Regions from separate parts of the Sus scrofa genome. Here region 1 is linked to region 2. A link is a contact called in public Hi-C data. All regions are on one chromosome and are shown on one strand. The core of a region is the stretch at or near the end of the contact, and the rest is flanking DNA. Distances in the headings are between cores, read along the strand shown.

What was found. Hi-C and Micro-C count contacts between places; a contact is called where the count stands out from the background.
Region 1: a contact with region 2 is called in a Hi-C map of liver, with 3 times the contacts expected there. The contact joins the promoter of TFR2 here to the promoter of LRCH4 in region 2. A contact is called at or near these places in 4 of 47 Hi-C or Micro-C datasets (heart right ventricle, liver and skeletal muscle).

What each region holds. Positions count from the first base shown.
Region 1 is chr3:8,551,823-8,555,658 of Sscrofa11.1, reverse strand. It overlaps TFR2 (transferrin receptor protein 2), which reads left to right and starts at 1,666. Exons shown (of 19, transcript XM_003124374.5): 1 at 1,666-1,747; 2 at 2,888-2,947; 3 at 3,189-3,438; 4 at 3,538-3,724. The coding sequence starts at 2,915. It overlaps ACTL6B (actin-like protein 6B), which reads left to right. Exons shown (of 12, transcript XM_013995471.2): 12 at 1,000-1,337. The coding sequence ends at 1,116.
Region 2 is chr3:8,509,685-8,513,643 of Sscrofa11.1, reverse strand. LRCH4 (leucine-rich repeat and calponin homology domain-containing protein 4) reads left to right here and starts at 2,302. Exons shown (of 23, transcript XR_002342282.1): 1 at 2,302-2,649. It overlaps FBXO24 (F-box only protein 24), which reads right to left and starts at 2,218. Exons shown (of 20, transcript XM_021086233.1): 1 at 86-2,218; 2 at 1-83. The coding sequence starts at 115.

The DNA.
Region 1 (3,836 bases), core at 417-2,916, 43 kb before region 2:
AAAAGACATCTGAGTATTAGGGTCTGGAGCTCAGCATGGAGATCCAAACTGGGAACCAGAGATGGTGGGAAGGGTGGAGCTTTGGCACAGGAGCAGGAGCAAACCCTAGCAGATGACATGGTCCAGGAAGGCGTGTTCTTTGAGCCACAGGACAGAAGCAGAGCCACACACACACACACACACACACACACACACACACACACACACACACACACTTGCAGGCAGAGGCAGAGAAACCATGAAAGAGTGGGTACAGCCTGAAATGCCCAGGACAGAAGCAGAGCCACACACACACACACACACACACACACACACACACACACACACACACACACACACACACACACACACACACTTGCAGGCAGAGGCAGAGAAACCATGAAAGAGTGGGTACAGCCTGAAATGCCCAGGACAGAAGCAGAGCCACACACACACACACACACACACACACACACACACACACACACACACACACACACTTGCAGGCAGAGGCAGAGAAACCATGAAAGAGTGGGTACAGCCTGAAATGCCCAGGACCAGAGACTCTCAAGGAGCAGGTTTCAAGGGGGGCGGGGGCCACTTGGGAGTAAAGACAGCCCCATCCTGATGTTAGGTGATGTCCATTGGTGAGGCGCGTGGAGAGAAGATTTTCTTGGGAAGTAGGGAGACTTGACATGTTTGTTAGGCCCTATAGGGTACCTGGAGAAGAAGAGGTATGGAGCGTTGGCCACTGGCCAGGGTCTGTAAGCACCACCTCCCAGCTGGGAAACAGCTATTGAACAGGTGCTCAGTAGATGCTTGTTGAATGAATGAATCCTGGATTGAACGACAGGCAGCGGGTGTTCGCCCTCTGACTACGAAGGGGTGGACTGGAAGATGGGGCAGGCTGGTGGTCGCGGGAGGGATGTGGGATTGAGAGGCAGGGAGGCCCGGAGGAGGGTTCCGGGGCGTCGAGCCTGCACGCGTGGAGTGTGGGGAGGCGCTTCTCTCTTCCTTCAGGGCCTCCCTGACCGCCAGTGTCGTCCCCCGACCCAGGGCACTTTCCAGCAAATGTGGATCTCCAAGCAGGAATATGAGGAGGGCGGGAAGCAGTGCGTGGAGCGGAAGTGCCCCTGAGGGCGCCCCCTCCTCACCCACAGGCCTGCCTGCAGCAGTGGGGGAGGGGACGCGAAAGGAAGGAGAGGGTTAACCCCCGCCCCCGTTCTTCCCGCCCCCCCCCCCGCCTCCCCGCCTCGGCACCGCAAGCTCCCAACGCTCCCACCGCCCCCTTTTCTTCCCCTTCCCGCTCGTCCTCTTAGATTGCGTTGTCGAACGGAGTAAAAACGTTTTAAGAAAAAGGAAGTTTGGCCTCTTTAGGGGTGGGCAGTGGGGTCAGGGTTCTGGAGGGAGAAGAGGGGAGGGCCACACCTAAATCCGCGGTGTGGCATCGCACGGTGGACGCCAGGGCAAGGTCTGAGGGCGGGGGCAGTGCGGCAGGAGCCACGAACGCCTCAGGTTTCAAAGGGGCCGCAATCCAGGGAGGATCGCGCAGCGAGAACCGGGTAGAGCCCCTCAATGAAATCCCCAGCGAGGAGCAAGAGTCGGGGCTGGAAATGGGAGTTGGCGAAGGGGATGCGGCGTCAGGGGCGGGACGGAACCGAGGGCCCGGCCCAGGGGCGGGGCCTGCGCGAGGGGTGGGGCTTGGGGTGGGCCGGGCTTCGGGCCTCAGGAGAGGCTGCACCTAAGCACCCCAGGACCGACAGCTCAGGTGAGCCGACCGACCGCTGTCTTTTCCCAGGGCGTTATAGGCAGTGAGAAGAGTGGGGAGGGGACAGAGGCACAGTGCGCCCCAGCAGCTGAGAACTTCTCTCCCAACTTGGGTAGGCACTGAGGTTTCCCAGGGAGACCCCTGACATCCGGGCCCCTGAGCCCTTCCATTTTAGAGCTGCGTGTCTTGGGGTCCTCTGCGGGGCTCAGGGACCTGCGCCCCTGCCTGAAATTGTAGGTAAGGCTTAGCAGTTTGTGCCTGTGATGTGTTGTGAGGTCCCTCGACCCCAAAGCTGTAGAAACCCATGTGGTCCAAATCCTTTGGTCGTCAAAGAGGTGCAGGTGCCCAGAGAGGACTATGACTTGTCCAGGGTCACCCAGCTCTGCCTATTCCATGGCCAGGACTCTCTCCATCGTTGCTTGAGGGGGCCTGATCCACAGATTCCCTGACTCCAGGCGGGCCCTGGTCCTGGAGCACTCACCAGTCCTGCCTGACCAGGTGCTCCCACCCTTGCACCTCCCACCCCAGCAGCCCACAGGAGCCTGCACCCCCACCCCCTTCAGTCTGATTGCAAAGGAACAAACACATGGCCAGACCAAAACCCAGGTCACACCACGTGGCCCCTCAACTAGGGTTCCCACTGGGGCAGGAGTCCAGACAGGGAGGGCAGCTTATGTGTTACAGGGTTTGGGTACTGGGGAGCCTGTAAGCAAGATGAGGAAGGGGCAGAGGTGTTCATGGTGGGGAGCTTAGGAGGGGGTCCCCAAGAACACTGGGAGGGGAGGAAGCAGGAGGGAAGAGGGGTCACCCACATCTCCACCCTCCCCAGCCATCAGCCCTCCTCCCCCAGCCCTGCCGGGAACTAGAGGCCAAAGTCTGCCCCAAGGTTAAAAAATTGATTGTTTTGCAGGAAGAGGGCAGGAGTGAACTGTGGAGGGATTGGCAGGGGAGGGCACAGCCCCTCGTCCTCTAGCCTGAGCCGGGGGGGCCATGCCTGGAAGGCTGGACTAAAGCCAGGACTGTGCCCCAACCCTGGGAGTGGGGGAAGCGAGGAACGGTCTGGGCTCAGGCTGCCTGCCAGGGCTGATAAGGGGCCTCTGGGGGCTCCCACAAACGGTTTATCACTGGTGGGGGGCACAGCCTGCAGGGCTCAGGAAGGACACGAGCATGGAGCGGCTTTGGGGTGTACTCCAGAGAGTGGTAAGATCGAGTGGGATTGGGAGACCCTTAGGCCTTCTCTCCAGGTTCTCAGCTCCCCCACAGACCCCAAGGCTGACCCCTTCCCTTCCCACCTCCAACTCTCCCCTCCAGCCCGCCTCTCAGGACCCTCTCTCCTGCCTAGTTTCATGGCACCCCAAAGTCCCTGACCCTATTATCGCTAGATTCCTCCCCATTCCCCAGGCCTCTTTCCCCAATCTCACAGCCATTGAACCCCCCACAGCAAAGGTGGTCCCCACGACCCTCCCAGACCATCTACAAGCTTGTGGAGGGCACCCAGCAGGGGCGCCTGGAGGAGGAGGAGGAAGACGGGGAGGAGGGGGCTGAGCCACCCTCCCACTTCTGCCCCATGGAGCTGAGGGGCCCCGAGCCCCTGGGCTCTCGACCAGCTCGGCAAAGCCTTGGGCTCTGGGCAGCAGGACGAAGAGCCGCCCCCTACCTGGTCCTGACCGCCCTGCTGATCTTCACCGGGGGTAAGATTCAGGCCCACTCCCAGTGGAGGGTCTGGGCTGGGGGAACATCTGGGGTCCAGAGAAGAGCACAAGGAGAATCTCCACCTTGCCACCCATCAGCTTTCCTCCTGGGCTATGTGACCTTCCGAGGGTCCTGCCAGGCGTGCGGGGACGATGTGTTGGTGGTCAGCGAGGATGTCAACTCTGAGCTGGGCCTGGACTCCCACCAGGGCACACTGTACTGGAGCGACCTCCAGGCCATGTTCCTGCGGCTCCTGGGGGAGGGCCGTCTGGAGGACACCATCAGGTAAGGATCAGCCTGCCCCCTTCCTGGCCCTCAAAACCCATCATCCACTCAGACCGGCTTCCCTTCCTCCTCTCCTGGGACCCTGGTGTTGGGGTGCCCCTTCTGAGTCCTT
Region 2 (3,959 bases), core at 1,053-3,552:
CTTCTCCTCACCATCCTGACTGCCCCCTCCCTGCTCCTGCCCTCATCTCTCCGGGCCCCTTGGCCCCTCGTACTCTGCTCCCTGGCCCCCGTCCCTGCTGCCTTTCCCACACCATGTCCCCTGCCTGGGCTTGGGGGACCTCTGGGGCCCCTCTGCCTCCTAGGCCCCTCCCGCATGGAGTCTGGGGTAGACAAACCTCTCTGTGACCTCACCACCCAGCCACTGTGACCTATTTTCCCCAACCTTGCCCGGGATTTTCTCTTAGCTCCTTGGTTCAAGTGCAGTTCTAGCCACCCAGTGGCTTAGGGAATATGCATGTGACAGGAGAAATAAAGTCTGAACTACTGGTAGATGAGGCCTTTCAGGGAGTAGTGGGAAGTTTTTCCACTTGATGCCTTTTTAGCACTAATTCTGTAGAGAAACCCTGGTGAATTCTTCACATCTCAGCAGGCCAGAGCCTCCACGGGATCTTTACCTCAAAGATATAAACTCAAATAAAAAAAAAAGTTTAAACTCAGTTTGACAGGTGAGGGGGAAGGTGACCCTGCTAACTAGAGCACCTATCTCATGAAAGCACACATGAGATGAAAGTGGGTACAACTGAGCTCATGCTTTCCAGCCTCATGAAACACATCCAAAGGCGGACAGTTTTCCAGGGACAATAACATGACTGCACATAGAAAGGGCAGCCTATTAGGTGGAAGGAAGGGACAGGTTTACTCTGAAAGCGTAGGATTTCTCCCAGAGTCTAAGGTGTTCACTTAGTCTTAGGGGACAGGTGGGGGACACGGATGAGAAACAGCAGGAGTGGGGCCTGTGTCTGTCCCTGTGGGGGCAGAGGATCTGCACCAGTCCAACCAAGGAATATCTGGATCTTCCCGGAACTCCAAGGAATCCAGGCCTGGACAACCAGCCCTCAGCTGCACAGTACTATAGACTCATTCGTTTACTCTGCTGGTGAACAGACTGTCAGCCAGCCAATCAAACTCCCTTATTCAGGGGGCCTAGTAAACAGCTAGTTTGGGACACCTGGGATGGAATTTTAATAACTCAATAAATGTTCTGGAATGTCAGCATCTGAGATGTGACTTATGGGAAAGAACCTTGAGCTATTTGTGGCTAGGTAGCTATTAACCAATTAAATGGACTATATTGGGTTCTTATGCCACTTAACAGGATGTTAAGACTCTCCGTGGACGGAGCAAGAATCGGTAACTTCCTCTTGTATTTGGGTCCCCTTTATCCACTCAGTTTCACTTCGGGAGACAAAGAAGAGGATGCGAACAGAAAAAAGCCCACTGCAAAAGTTGATGCAGGGGGAAGGAAGCCTGGCCTCTAGAACGAGCTGTCGATAACTTGCTGTTTGCTCTTGACAGCTCTTCCCTCTGTCTCACTTTCCTCGTTTGTGAAACGGCGGTCCTCTTCTAGATGAGGTCCCTTCTAGACTAAGCCCCCAGGTCTGATCATCACAATTTGCCCAGGCGTACTTCTTTGGGCAAGGGGGCAGATCGGGCGGTTATTTTCGAGGATCTCCTGGTCTCCCGTAACCCTCCCTCCAGGAGTTGAGCTGGGCATCCCCGGTCCCTGGGAAGCCGCCTGTCCGCCCAGCCTCCGGAGACTGTCTCCGGGCCTCGGCCTCTGCAGCTGATATGACATTCATGGTCCCTGCGGTTGCAACGACCCCCTGTTCACTGGCCTCAGATATCGTCTTGCCTCCAGCTCCCCCTATACCCACAATCTGCCTGCTGCCACCACAGCAGGCTCGCTCCCTAACATGTCCAGCTCGCACACGCTACTGCAGTCCCTCTACTCCTTCCAGCCTGCCCAACACGCAGCGCTCACATTCTTTACGTCGGTCTCAAAGTTCTAGCTCACCCGCCTCCTTCTTAGTGAAGGGACCGCCTTCTCGCCCATGCTATTGGTAGATAGAGCCGTCCCTCAGAGAAGAGGCCGGGTCAGGTTCCCTTTGGAGGATCTAATTGGCCTTCTCGACAGTCACTCGCCTGTGTATGGCTTGCGATTTGTCTTCGTTGGAAAAAGAGACGGCCTTGCTTTTCACCGCCTCTATCATTTCAAGTGGAGCGCCGGCGTCCCCGCCTCCTGACTGGACCTGATTGGACCATCTCCACCCCTAAGATTTGTGATTGGATGCGGCTGCGCGGGGTGGGCCGGCCTGGAACGTCGGCCGTTGGCGAGCGCTCCATTCTAGTCCCCCTCCCGTGTCTCGCCTCACTCCAGCGCCGGAGTCCCCACCCCCCCGGCGGGTTCTGATTAGCCACTTCCGACGCGTCCCGGGACAGCGATTGGCCCGCCGGGTCCTCGAGCCCGCTTCCTCCCCCTGGAAGCCACTACGGCGGCTCCGAGGAGGGGGAGGGGCAAGGAGGGACGGCCGGTCCCGTCAGTCAGGCAGCGGGAGCCGCCAGGAGCGGATGGCGGCGGTGGTAGCGGCCTCACTCGCCGCTGGGGGTGAGGAGGCGGCGGCCACAACCTCCGTCCCAGGATCTCCGGGTCTGCCCGGGAGCCGCAGTGCAGAGCGGGCTCTAGAGGAGGCCGTGGCCACCGGGACCCTGAACCTGTCTAACCGGCGTTTGAAGCACTTCCCCCGGGGCGCGGCCCGCAGCTACGACCTGTCAGACATCACCCAGGCTGGTGAGTGCACCCGGCCCAGGGCCCCGCGGGGACCCTCGTTTGCATAGCCCCGCCCCTCGTTTTTCCTGGAGCCAGGGAGCCTGGCCGGCTCCCTCACCTGGTGGTCCGAGTTCTGGATTCTGCTGTTTTGCATAAGTCAGCTGCCACCCCTTCCCCATTTTAAGAACTACTAGACAATGAACACTTTTCTCGTTTGCACGGAACGCCCAGGGTCCCCGGCCGAGCGTTGTGAGAGCGCCCCCACCTCCGTTTGTCTTTATTTGCGTATCTGCGCACCTGTAGAATGGTCCCGCCCCTCCCCTAGTTTGGCTTATTTGCGTGACCTCTTCAACCTCAATTCTGATCGTTCCCACGAGCCCCTCTAATGACTCATTTCTCTTTCTGCACTTCGCCTCCAACTCTTTCCCCTGTTCCACCAAGATAGGAGCAGCCCCAGGTTCCCTGCGGCTTCCCATGGATTTGCCCCTGATAGCCCCAAGTTTCTGTTTCCTTTGCTCGGACCCGGCTCTTCACCCAGGCAGCCTGTGGGAGAAAAGCAAATCTCCCACCTCCCGCCAACTCTTTTCTCCCTGAGCTCTTCCCATTATCCCTAATCCCTTTATCTGCAACTCCTCCTCCTTGCGTGTGTGAGATCACTGTGGAGCCTGTGATCTCATAGAGACCCTAGAATTCCCAGTACAGTTTCTGCTTTCCCTAGGGGAGGGGACTTGCAGTTGCTGAAAGGAAGGAAATCTTATCTCCCAGCGGGGAGTGCTGGGAAGCTAGAGACCGTCTAGCTGTCCTTCCCACTCCCCCTACCATAGGCTCTTAACAATCATGCGTCTTCCATCCTGGTGTCTGTTGACGGTAGGGTGTAGGGGACGCCACTGTAACAGGTGAGTCAGGCCTCAGCTGCTCAGGAGGCCACCGCTGACCTTGGGCTGGCAGCTGGGGTGGGTGGGGATTGAGAGAGGGGTGGAGGACTGCATTCCCAAAGCCCCACCCCATCCGAGCCCAGGGTAGGACTTGGGAGCTGGATGAGAGTGTCCCCCGGATGACCCTGCCCTGGGACTGCATTTCTCCCCAGCAGGTGCCTGATCACCTGCAAACACCCTGTAGGCACTGGCACGCTCTCCTCTTCCTCGCGAACATTCTGGAGAGAACCAGTTGAAACCACTCGGCTTGTCTCGGGTTGCTAGGTCAACTAACTTGCCCACTCCGCAGCGAGTGAGTTCAGGGAGCGGGTGAGCCCCAGGAGCCATTCCCGACCCTCCCAGTCTCCCCCAGCCGCCTAACCCCCAAGCTCCAGATTGACCTCAGCAGCTGTGGGA